Regions from separate parts of the Gossypium raimondii genome. Here region 2 is linked to region 1. The links are chromatin contacts, called in public Hi-C maps. All regions are on one chromosome and are shown on one strand. Each heading gives the region's core, a stretch centred on a gene start, on an enhancer-like site or on the middle of the called end of the contact. The rest is flanking DNA. Distances are from core to core; before and after follow the strand shown.

Region 1 (6,962 bases), core at 4,127-6,626:
GAGTACGACAGTGGATACGGGCTAGCAGGAGTGGAGTATTGTGGTGGATACGAGCCGGGATGACTGGAGTACTGAGGTGGTAGTGGGCTGAATATTAAACTCTGAATGATATCCGTAGCCTGACGAGCCCGGGAAATAGTCATCACCTCCCAAATCTGGATAATAAGAATTATCCCCAAAGTGTAGCTCCGGCTCTGCCTCTGGCTCGAGTGCATGATGTAGATCTGGAAGGAGTTGCCCAAGTAGTGTCATATACGAGGGGACTACCATCGACTACCTACCAAACAAAAATGGTTTCCCTATCTCAGAGTACTATTGTATGTACTCTAACGAGGGTTGCAGATCCAAAGCACAATTCATCTGAGGTACCCTCCCCAACCGGTTGTTCCACATTGTAATATATTCTTCATGCACTTCCGCTCAATCATTTCGATATTTCCCTCTCTTGTTATTCCCATGGATCTCCCCCAATTGTACTAGCAGTGTCGGGATATACTATATGCAACCGAACTGTCGGAGCACTCGATTACCATGATACCACTCCATTGTCTGAAAATTGATAACGGGTGCGTTAATGTACCATAGGTTTGAGTGGACATTGGCAGATGAGGGAATAACCATCATAATTTCTAGAACATAATACGATATCCAAATGAACTGCACAATTAATAACATGGTTATATTAACGTGGGTCGAGTGAGATAAAATAATAAAATTAAGTTGATATTGGAAAAACTTACCCCCTCTCCAACATGATTCTCGATCATCAGACGGTATATCAGAACCGTGTATGACCTCCCGATACTCAGATTAGTGCTCCATCTACGAAAAAAATTATTAGAATAATATAATCTGAAAAAAAAGTCAACTAATTGTTATAATGAGTAAAAATTCATCACCTATTAACGAATGGAAATACATATGATTTGTGACTAATGGATGTCAAGAATGGCATCCGGTAAAGTGTCCACGACTACAACAATATGAGGCATCCGCCTATGTCACCACAGAAGGATCTGTCGTCCTACAAAGTTCGTGATACAACATGGCTAATACTGCGGACCCCAACTATACGAACGAGTGTTATGCAAATTAGATAATAGGGGTAACTACATCAAGTGGACCCTATTGTTGTTTGCATTCGGCATGAGTACCCCCTATAAGGTGCATAATATAAGCTCGAACGACATGCATCACCTCTCATTCATTGGCAGTACTTGAAAAATGCTTGAAATTGACTTCTAGCCATGAAAACTTCAAACCCGTAATTTTCCCTCACTGGGCGAGCGTCCAAGTAAGTCATAGCAAAAGGCAGTTTGCCTAGAGATCGAACTTACACCCGTGACCGCATTTCCATCGATGGAGAGCCTGAGCTGCAGTGCAACATCCTTTAGAGTGACGGTGCACTCCCCGCACAACAAATGAAATGTGTGGGGTTTCCAGACGCCGTCACTCGACTAAAGAGGGAATCAAGTCGTATCGCAGATCAAAGGTCCGGATCAATGCTGCTGATCCGAAACTGGTTAACTCTAAGTATGACATTAGGCATTCATCTGGCAGAAATCCTACACTATTAATACGACCCCTCAATGCGCGGTACGAGCCCTAACATTATTAAATTAGCAAAATAGTTAATACAACATAATTTAATTCTGCAAATAACATGAGTATCAAATAAAAATTTCATTATCATCTCATTAATAGTACTTGATATGTGATTATCATTATTAATCAAAGAACCCATTTGTTGCAAATCTGCAATTTAAAAAATGAATTTATTTAATTTGTTGCAAAAAATACAATAAATAATTTCGAATTTCAGAAATAGAAAATACGGTAAATATCTCATAATTTCCCATAATTTACCTACAATAAAAAAATTGCTTTAGTTTACAATAATATAATTAAAATAAATATAAACCATCTAAACATAAAAATATACTGAATTAAAAAAATAAAATAGAAACATACCGATTAGTTTCTTTCAAACAACCTATAAAATTATATAACAACAAATTTAATCAACATTTTAATAAATCAATAAAAGCATCAAATAAATAAAAATCAAATAAAATTACATTATATAAAAATCACATTAAAAAATCACAAAACACTAAACTAAACACTAACAATTTATATAACCTAATCATCAATTACTAACAAAATAACTATAAAATTACCTTTTTATTTAAATTGCTTTACTAAAAATCACAAAACACTAAACTAAACACTAACAATTTATATAACCTAATCATAAATTACTAACAAAATAATTATAAAATTACTTTTTAAAAATTACATTACTTAAAAATCACAAAACCTAAACTAAACACTAACAATTTATAATCTAGTCCCATAAATTACTAACAAAATAAATAACTACAACATTTAAAAAAAAAGAAATTACATTACTAAAAATAACAAAACACAAAACACTAACAATTTATAACCTAATCATAAACTACTAACAAAATAACTATAAAATTATTATTTTTAAATTACATTACTAAAACTCACAAAACACAACAATTTATAATAAATTACTAACAAAATATTTAACAAAATAATTTTACATTAATAAAAATCACTAAATACTAAACTAAACACAATAATTTATAACATAATCCTAAATTACTAACAAATTAATTTTAAAATAATTATAAAACCCAAAAAATTACATTAATAAAAATATTAAACTAAAACCATAAATACTAAACATAAACAATTTATAAATAATAATTAATAACAAAAAAATTCACAGCATCTTAATTAAACTCTTTAAATTAAAAACAAAATTAAAATTATTTACTAAAATAATACATTACCTTTTTTTTTCTTTCTTTCTTCTTCTTCTTCTTTTTTTTCTTCTCCTTTCTCTCTTTTCTTCCCCACACACCGGTGCTTCATCTTGGGGGACCATGCTTATAAGGTCCCCCATTTCAAAAGAAAATTTCCCTTTTGAAAGGACTAAACATTGCCTTGGCAGTGTGTTCTGCGCAGGGGGCAAGGGAAGGCTGGGATGCTGGGCATTCAGCGTACAAGGGTGAGGGGACTAGTCACACCAATGCTGCCTACCTGGCAGGCGCGGCACCAGTGCCGCCTATCTGACAAGCCTGATTGGTGCTGCCAATCCAGGTGGCGTTACACGCGCGGGTATTTTTAACCCGTATTTCAACCCGTTGACTGTATTTTGACCCGATATATATAAAAATATTTTTTTAAAATAAAATAATATTTTTTAAAGTAAAAAAGATTATAAAAAAAGGTGGTGGCGCTTATGAGAAAGGCTCCACCCAAAAAACATACTAGTTTGGTAAATAAATTTTGCTCATAGCCTATTTTAGTATTTAATATTTTTATATTATTTGGGTAAATTAACCGTAAAATTGCTTAGTATATATTAACACGTTTTATTTTAGTCATTTGAAGCATTAAATTTTTAATAGTATTGATATCATGTTCATTTTAGTCACGCAATTTCTAAGTTGCATTCATTGAGGTAAAAAAATTAAAGTGAAAACAAAAACATAAACTAAAATAATGCATTAAAATTTGTCAAATTATACTTGTTTATTCCATTCTTGAAAATTTTAAGTTTGTTTTTTTTCAATATTAAAATTTTAAATTTCAAAATATCAAAATCAATTAATTAAATTTTTAAATTTTATATCCCTTGATAATGTCAAATTGACAACTTATGGTTACAATAATATTGAAATTAATTAAGTTAATTAATTAATTCAACATCCTTCTAAATTTTAAAATTTTATTTTATGTTTCTAGATTATTTTTAACTAAATCAACTTTGTCTATAGAACTTGAATTTCTTGTTTTTTGTAGAAAAATATTCAAGTTTCATAAACAAATATTAAATATGATCTCAAATTTTTCATGCTAAGCTAAAAGCAAATAACAAATTCTTACAATTAATTACATTAATTGCTTGTTCTTCATTTATGTAAGGAAGTGATAAAAATTTTCGTATTTGGTTTGGCATAGAAGATAAAATTAATTAATTTAATTAATTGTATGAATTTTTTCTTTTAGCTTAGCCCAATAGATTCAATATTATATAATCAAAATAATTTTGAGTTTAGTAGACAATTATTAAAGATAGTTATTTGAGTTGATTTTAATTTGAAAGCGTAAAATAAAAATTTAAATTTTAGAAAGAAATTAAATTAATTAATTAATTAATTTCAATATTATAGTTAAAAATTGGCTAACAAGGGATAAAAATTTTCAATAATTTATTTAATTGATTTTGAGGTGGTAAACAACTAAACAAGTACAATTTGAGCCAACAATCTCTTAGCCTAGTGATTAGAGTATTTGTGTTATGGCATGAGAGCTTGGGTTCAATCTTTCAATCCCAAGCAACCCCACCCTTAACCCCAATTACAAAAAAAAGGGTACAATTTGACATTTTTTTAATGCATTCTTTTAGTTTTTATCTTTTTTTCACTTCAAGCTTTAATATTTTTTTGCTCTGATCAATACTTAAAGAAAAAGGAATTTTTTTTGGATGACCAAAATGAAAGTGTAAATATGATGTGCCATGTACAGTTAACTGTCGTTAAAGATTTAATGCTTAAGTGACTAAAATGAAATCACCCTAAAAATTGAGTGACAAAATTACAAAAATTTATTTTAAATAACCAAAAAGTTGAATGACTAACTAGAATAGTTTACCCAATTGCTAAACATATTATTTAATAGATTATTCTATTATCTTAGGTTGATTTTATTAGAATGTAAATTTTATTATTTAATTGAAGAAATATAAAAGCAAAAAATTATTAAATTGTTATTATTGTAGAATAGTATTGTTTGGAAAATATGTGTAAGTATCATAGGCATGTGAAAAACTTTGGAAAGATTTTATGAATGCTATGTTATTATTAAATTGCTTAAAGCTGTTTTCTTTTATACCAGTTGTTTGTATAGGTTTATAAAATAACTAAAACAAATTATTAAAAATATGTAAAATATAAAAATTTATTGATTAATATGAGCCGATAGTTGAAATCAAATTGATCGATCGATTCAGTTAAGTTAATTTCAATTTAAACGATTTTATTGATTAAACTGGTTGAAGGATTAGTTTATTTAATTATGTTGATCAGTTATCGTTCATTAAATTTCAAAATTGAATTCATTGACTTAATATTTAAATATTATTATATTCATAAGTCGGTTAAATATATTTATTTTAAATAAGTTGATTAAGCAACTCAATCAACTTCAGAGTTAAGTTGATTTATACCATAAATTAGAAAGAAAAAAATAAACTAAATTCATGGAATTGACAATTTGTGTACCCGTACGAATGGATTAATAATGAGTAATATAAGGTAGATGAGTAGGAAGAATTGTAGTGTAGTGGAGAGGTCCAAATTTTCAAAAAGCAGTCTTCCCACTCCACTTTAGAGAAAGTTACTAAGGCCCCGTTCTCCTCTACTTTTCAAACGGACTTTTGTAATAAAAATTCCTTTTCTCTTAACAGCGAAGAAGAATGGCCATCGTTTCAGAACTATTTTCACCATCTAAAAAGTACTTTTTGGCTGATGAAGAAGTTAAAAATTTCAACTTTTCTTTAGCCAAAAGTCTGTTTGGCTGATAATTTCCCATTTTAACCTATCTTCTCCCCCAAAAAAGTTTCTTTTCTTTGGTTCTTTGGAGCTCTATACCCATTTTTTCACATTTTCACTTTCAAAGTTCTTTGTTCAGGTTCTTTGTTCCTCTTCCGCCGGTGAGTTTTTTTTCTTCTTCTTCTCTTTAATTATTTCCTCAGGTTCTGATTGTTTGATTTTTACAGGAATTTTACAGAAATTAATTGACTGATTACTTTGAAAATTAATCAGGGAAAATTCTGGATTACTGCTTTGCTTTACTGCTTCTTTTGCTTTACTGCTTGTGCCTTACTACTTTACTTCGTTTGCTTTACTGCTTTCGATTAGAATCAGGGAAAATTCTGGCTTACTGCTTTCGATTAGAATTTTCAGGGAAAATTCTGGATTACTGCTTTGCTTTACTGTCTTACTGCTTTAACTATTAGTTGTGCCTCTGCTGCTTTTTTAGTTGATGAAAACAAAAGAAATATAGACTAAATATTTGAATATTTAATAGATTAAATACTGATTGCTTTATTGATTGCTAAATCCCCAGGAGTGTGTATCAATTTGGTTGCCGATACATATTACGCTCTATTCACTTCTATGTGATAGATTGAATATTTGAGGGAGAGAATAATACTAAATTTAACTATAGACTTTAAGTACATATTGAGAGGAGACTGCTATAAACATGCATTAGGGGTTGATTAGAAAACTAGAGCAATTTTAAGTCACAGAGAGAATTCAATTAATAATATGAAGAGAGTCATGGAACTGCTAAACTGTTAGGATTGTCTCCAGACCACTGAACCACCAAGCAATTCTTATTGAACTTATACCTGAAAAGACATTAATAGAACTAGCAAAATAGGATGCAATAGAACCAGCAACAACATGTGCAGGAGCTAGCTTTCCAAGCTTTTCCTCCAAACCTGGAGCTGTAGCCTGTAATAGAATTAAAGTTCAACAATACCATTATTCATTGATTAACATCGAAAATAAAACCTTTACATAAGCAAAATCAATGAAAAAGATTCAGAGATTGATAAATAAACTACAAAAAATCAAATAGCATGCAAAACAAACCTCCACTGCAACTTTAGACCAAGCTCTTTTCTTTATATCCATCAAGTTCATCCCTGCACCATCAATTGTATCAAAACAAGCATAGGCCCCTAAGAATAGACATGCCATGAAAGAGCTAACAAGAGAGATCTTCTCAGTGTTCTCATAAGTTTCTTGTTGTGTCTCAAATATCTTCCGAATTGGATAAGTGTTAGGTAACTTAAGAAAAAAAATAACAGAATGGGAAATTCCAAATTGGGTGAGACAGAGAGGCAACTTTCT
Region 2 (6,619 bases), core at 3,818-6,317, 200 kb after region 1:
GTAAAAAATAATAATAATCGTAATAAACTTTTTGCACACTAAAATAAATTAAATTAAATTAAATAAAAGTTAGAATATTATCTAGGTCGTTCGTCTTTCAATTAATATTAAATAAATAAAAGTTTGAACATTATCTAGATCATTCGTCTTTCAATTAATATTATTTTGCAGTAATCATTCTAACAAAAATTTCACCGTTGCAATCTTTGGCAATGGCGCCAACAACTTGACTGCCTATAAACATGTTATCCTTATAGTAAAAGTAGCACACCAAATATATATAATTGAATCGACGGTGTCCGTAAGCGTACGGATCAAATTGTAATATAGTAAAATTTACAATGAAACACTAGTAAGTATTCTGAGGATCGTATCCAAGGAATTGCAGATTGAAAAAATTAATATTAAATTAATTACAGAAAATAATTACTAATCTAATCGAGTTACGAATTAGTAGTGCGAATCCAAATAATGTTTTAATTAAACTAATTAAATTAACTAACCTAAATTAACCTAATGGACTTTCCTATTCCTAGTGTTGACAATGCGAGCCTCTACCCTATGATCAATTAAATCCCTAATTATCTAATTAAATAATTAATTATCCTAGATTGAGTTATTTATCACCCTTAGCAAGAATACCCGTCCAATATCATCTACACTAATGATTACCACTTAAGTCACCCTTCCGATCTCTTCTTAGGCATACAGATACCCTCCCGGTCTCACCGCTTGGCACAAGTTATACACGACAGGATACCCTTTCAATCTCACCTGTCTTGATATTCTATCAAAGGCATCAAGGGCGTCACTCCCTAGTATACTAATTACTCTTGAATAAACAATCAATTTTGGATAAATAATCACTTAACAAATAAATTAGTTTTTTAATCGAATCATGTGAAATATAAATAAAGCATAATAATCTATTCAATTTTTCATACAACGATTAATCGGCCAAATTAACGAAAGATAAATAAAAGAAGAGGAGAAAAGAAGAGAAAGGAGAACGCTCATGAATAAATATATTGAAGGGCGATCCCGGACAATCTCTGCTCGCAATTATCTTCACATCAGAATAGAAAAGTTTCAACCACATGAACATGGAAAGAAAGCAAAACTGTCTGTCTAATTCTGCACACCAATTCCAGTGACCCTAAGGTTTCTTATATAAGCAATAGGCTACTTGGTGACCACTCAAACCTAGATTCACTTAGATACCAATAAATAAAATATTATGCTAAAAGTTAGGGTCCAAATATGGAAATATACCAAAAGTGTCGTCCAAGGAATCAGTAATATATTAGCCTGCCATCGTCACGTCGTCGGAACGTGGGAATGCTCCTCGTCACAATGTTGCCACCGTGAATTCACTCTTGTCTTCATCGCGTCATTGTGATAAAAGGAAGCTCATCATCATGACGTCGAGTGTGTTCCGAGCCTTTGGCAGCTTCGCTGGCTTATTGGGCTTCCTAGCCTCACAGCCCGATCAACCTTCCTTATATTCTTGGACCTAGATTAGCATCCTACATGCTCAATTAGCTCATTAGTCACTCACGTGGCCTAAATCGGCCTTACGGGTCATTTAAATAGCAGAAAATGAGTAAAAATACTTATTTTATTAACTTTTAGTTCCTAACCTACTAATACTAAAAATATAATAATTAATATAGAAATGCCAAGAAAATAAGCTCATTAAGTGCAGAAATGACTTAAACCAACTACTACATTTGACGTGAGATCATGTTACTTTGCCGAGGTCGCAAAAAATGAAGCTTATTTGGACTACAACACGCAAATTGAAATGATTTTCAAAAGCTTGTCCAAGGACTTTGCAAGCTTTAAGGCCGCATATAACCTTGGAAACAAGAATCATATGCTTACACAACTCATAAAGGAATTACAGTCCTATGAGTTAATGTTGAATGGAAGTCAACCTATCCAAAAAGTAGAAGCAAACTTAGCGATTTCTTCTTCCTTTAAAGGGAAGGGAAAGCATGTTAAGAGAAGCACTAAGTTCATTGGGCTACAAAAAGTGGAAAGGAAAATAACTAAGAAGCCTAAAGACTTATCTAATTCTATGTGTTTCTTTTGCAACAGGAAAGGGTACTTTAAGGCTAATTGCAAAGAGTGAAAGGATTACCTAGCCACTAAGGGCAATTGTATGAAACTCTTTATGATAGAAATTTGCTTAGTGGAAAACTCGATAGACCACTGGGTCATTGATTTTAGAGTCACTAACCATATGTGTGTTTCTTTACAAGGGTTTAAGAAAATGAAAGATCTTAGAGATAAGAGTCTATAACTGCAGACCAGAGACTGGACAAGTGTACACATTGTTTGAAACTGGACCAGGGACTGGACCATGACTTTTAATAATAGTATTGCAATTTATAGAAATCATACTCTTATTTGTAATAGATGGATGCCAAACAATCTCTATTATATCAAACCAAATATGTACACACTATTTGAAACTGAATTGACAAATAAAAGACTTAAGACTTCTCACTCTAACGAGGCGTTCCTTTGACATTTGAGGCTTGGTCATATTAACCAAGAAAGAATCATTAGACTTGTGAAAGATGACACCCTAAGTTAACTTAAGAAAGTTGATCTTCCACTATGTGGATCTTGTTTGGAATGTAAGATAACTAAGCAATCTTTTAATACAAAAGGAACGAGGGCCGTGAAACCTTTAGAACTTGTACACACTAATGTATATAGCCCCATTGATGTTAGTGTGCGAGGTGGTTACAATTATTACGTAACTTTTGTATATGATTAATCTAGATATGAGTATGTGTATCTAATGCACTGCAAGAGTGAAACTCTTGATAAATTCAAAGAGTTTCGTGTGGAAGTAGAGAAATAACTAAGTTTACCCATAAAGACACTTCGGTTTGATTGAGGTGGAGAATACTTATTAGATGATTTCTTAGGTTACCTCATACAAAATGAGATATTATCGTAATTAATTGCGCCAGGAACTCTTAAAATAAAATGGCATGGTAGAGAGAAGGAATCAAACTTTATTAAACATGGTTCGATTATGATGCTTTGAAATTGGATTGTGTGTCTTAGAACAATTAATGCGATGCACAATGAACAAAGCAAATAATCATGACACTTTGAAATCTCTTCAGGCCTTGCTAGAACTTCCATGAGACTCGTTAGAGATTTGACTCAACCCATATTACTTTATAACCTACCTTTTTTTAGCAATTGTTATACCCCCGCCATATCACCCATTGGTGAACCCCTTGAAACTTATGTATGAAGATAGAATTTGGCAAATCTTGACTTCACCTCGCCAAATGCCACCTCACATAAGGTGGGCTTGTGCAATCCCTAAAGGATATATAGAAAAAGTTCCTACTAGCACTCCTTAATCTATCACCTCCTCAAGTCTGATGACGCTCTGTTTAGTCACATCACATCAACTCTAATAATGCTCCTACCTAACAATCTACTACTCTACCCTTTGCACTTGTAAAGTAGAATGTTCAATGGCTATAACCTATACCTAGCTAACCTCCCTTTTTAAACACCTTCTCTCAACACCTATGCAAGGAGACAATATATAATAACTTAATTACTGACATTTCAAACACCCTACAATTATATAGGGGTGTGCAAAATTCGGGTAAAACCGAAAAAATTCGGTTAACTGACCGAATTTGGTTAATCGGTCGGGGGTCGGTTAATTATTTTTTGAATTTTCGGTTAAAGGTTAATTCGGTTCGAAACTGGTCGGTTAACCGAATTTTTTTGGTTTAACCGAAAAAATTAATAAATAAAATTATAATATATAAATAGGCCACTATTCACCTAACCCAATCCAAACCCAAGTATTCAACCCAACCCAATTACCCAACCCAACCCAATCATAAAAATTACAAATAATTTAATAAATAAAAATAAAATTCTAAAACTAAAACTAAAACTAAAGTCTAAAAGTCAAAAAATAATTTAATTATGTAGTGATTCAATTCGGTTAATTTGGGTAATTCGGTTAATTCGGTTAATTTTTAACCAAAAATAAAAAATATATAATTTTCGGTTAATTCGGTTAACCGACCGAATTAACGGAAAAAATTTTGGTTCGGTTAACGGTTAAAATTTTGAAAGGTCGGTTAATTCGGTTAATGTTATTTCAGGTCGGTTAACCGAATAAACACCCCTACAATTATACTTCATTAACCTTTTAACCTTCATCTTTAGTGCCTCTCGGTACCATTGCGATGTGCACCATCACCTTGTATAACTTATTGTTATAACACCTTTAATTAACACCAATCTTAGGGTCTGCTTGATTGCCAGTAAAATATTTTCCGTAAAATGATTTCGGGAAAATGTTTTACTTTTCTGTAAAATGATTTACTGGAAAATATTTTCTAGTGTTTGATTGAATCTGTAAAATATTTTCTATTGCTTTGCGATTTCTGGAAATATTTTTCAAAAATTGTTTTTACATATATTGATATATATTAATAAATTTTTATATTTTAAATTATTTTTACATATATTGCAATGATTTATTTATAATAATACTCAATTATTAAGCTACAATATTAATCGTTATAAATTGAAAATTAATATCAAATAAATTATTTGTAATTATGTTAAAAAACAAGTATTGAATAATTAAAAAAACAAGTTACTAGAAAATCGATAAACAGAAGCAATTTTTCATCGGAAATGAAGGAAGGAATGAAGGAGGCGATAGAGAGGAGAGCAAGGAAAATGTCTTACGGAAATTGAAAGGGTAAGACATTTTCTCTAAAATGTAACCCATTTTCCCTTGTTTTGGAGTTCATTTTCTAAATGAAAAATGTTTTCCGCCAATCAAACGCCGAAAAAGTTGGAAATGATTTTCCGGAAAATCAATCCCTTCAATCAAACAGACCCTCAATTTTCAGATAATTCTAATTGTTCCTATTTATTAAAAACAATTAAATAAAAAGAATTTTTTAAAAGATTTCGATTCTTCGGTCTCTACTATCATCACCTCTTAACAAACAAAAGGGTAATGGGTTACCGACGAGATGACATGTCGTCCATTCATATAGTTAGTGGGACCCAGTTGATGTGTACTAGAAGCTAATATTCGAGAGAATTTTTAATAGGCAAGGAAACCCTAAGCAAAAATATTGGTCAACAATGTAATGCAAAATATTAAATTATTTTTAAATTGAAATATAATTGGAAAATAGCCACTGCCGCCATTTTTCTATGAAAGTCCCAATCGCGTTCACACCTAGCCTAATTTTTCTTTTAACCTCAACATTTATTTACTCACATATTTTGGGCATTAAAATGTGGGTTCGTTACCCTTTTTTATTAGATTTGATTTTAGTGTACCGTTCTGTTGATTTTGAAAATTTTAATATAGGTATATAATATATATTTATAAATATAAAATACTCGTACTAATATAAAATATTATTTAATAAGCTTCACGATATAATTCATTATCAAACAAAGATGAAATTTATTTCATAAATTAAACAAGAAAATCATCTCATACTATGCATATAACAATCCATAATTAAACAAATTCAAAATAAATAACAAAAAAATTTAAATTTAAATTTAAATTAAATCTAAATCTAAATATATTTTGATATTGACGGTACACCATAATTTGTACCGGGACAAAACCTAAAATTTGTTGTTTCAATTTAGTATTGAAGCGGATGGTATCAAAATAGAATTTACAACCATAAAAACTATAGGTTGAAAATAGAAAATTAATTAACTTTAACCATTATCCCCTTCTAGAAAAACAATTGTTAATCACAAAGAGATTCCTTTGCATATTATCATGTTAGAAACCTAACATAGACAAGCTAAGATTGCAACTTAGAGATTTTGAGATGTTAAGTTGAACAAACATTTATTTGAGAGTTTGGAGTAGAACGTGGTTATGGTCTGTCTGTGGTTCAGTGGGCGCGCAGCTTGTTAGTGAACCCTTTGGGCAATGCAACAAAGCCCAAATTTAGGGTCATTTGGATAGTTGACCCACACTGATGAACCAACGTCTTCTTGGGTTGGGACTAATGTTGATGCTACCAAACAGGCACTGCTCAAACGACCCAAGGCAACAATATCTCAATATTAATAGAAAAAGGAATGTATATCAATAATTACTAAATATTAAATAAAATTAACATATATTTCTTAAAAAAATTATGAGGGGATTTACACAAATTTGAATTAACCAATTATAAATATGATAAAACTTGTAAAATTTAAAATTCATATTTTTTTTGTGGTAAAATAACATTTCCTAACTAATTACATAGAAATATTCTAAAAAGAAAAAACACCCTTTATCTTATATGTTTCCGGAAAATCTAGTACTGCCGTAGGGGGAAGATCAAAGAGCTATAATTCTTCTCTTTTAGCCAAAGCTAGTTTGGCTAAAAAATCTACAACTTGATTTCACTCTCTAGGGATGTAATGCAAGATCCACTGATTTTCTTGTAACAAAAAATTATGGATTCGTCTAATCAGGACTGAATTCGAAGTGGTGGAGATGCTTCTTTGAATTGCTTTAACAACCTCCAAGTTTTCAGATTGAATTATAATCTTATCATGGCCTAGACGTTGGCTA

What was found. Hi-C and Micro-C count contacts between places; a contact is called where the count stands out from the background.
Region 2: a contact with region 1 is called in a Hi-C map of leaf, with 2.6 times the contacts expected there. The contact joins the enhancer-like site here to the promoter of LOC105791544 in region 1. A contact is called at or near these places in 2 of 2 Hi-C or Micro-C datasets (both in leaf).

What each region holds. Positions count from the first base shown.
Region 1 is chr8:43,651,025-43,657,986 of ASM2569854v1, forward strand. It overlaps LOC105791544 (protein ALTERED SEED GERMINATION 2-like), which reads left to right and starts at 5,377. Exons shown (of 2, transcript XR_008198383.1): 1 at 5,377-5,752. It overlaps LOC105791545 (xylulose kinase 2), which reads right to left and starts at 6,955. Exons shown (of 2, transcript XM_012619647.2): 1 at 6,702-6,955; 2 at 6,114-6,560. The coding sequence starts at 6,809. The coding sequence ends at 6,393.
Region 2 is chr8:43,850,409-43,857,027 of ASM2569854v1, forward strand. No RefSeq gene overlaps it. Among protein-coding and RNA genes, the nearest start is that of LOC128042973, 11 kb to the right of the region's middle. Within about 2 kb of position 5,068, the one cell type or tissue checked has open chromatin away from gene starts, as enhancers often do. A contact at or near this core is called in leaf, where this site is marked.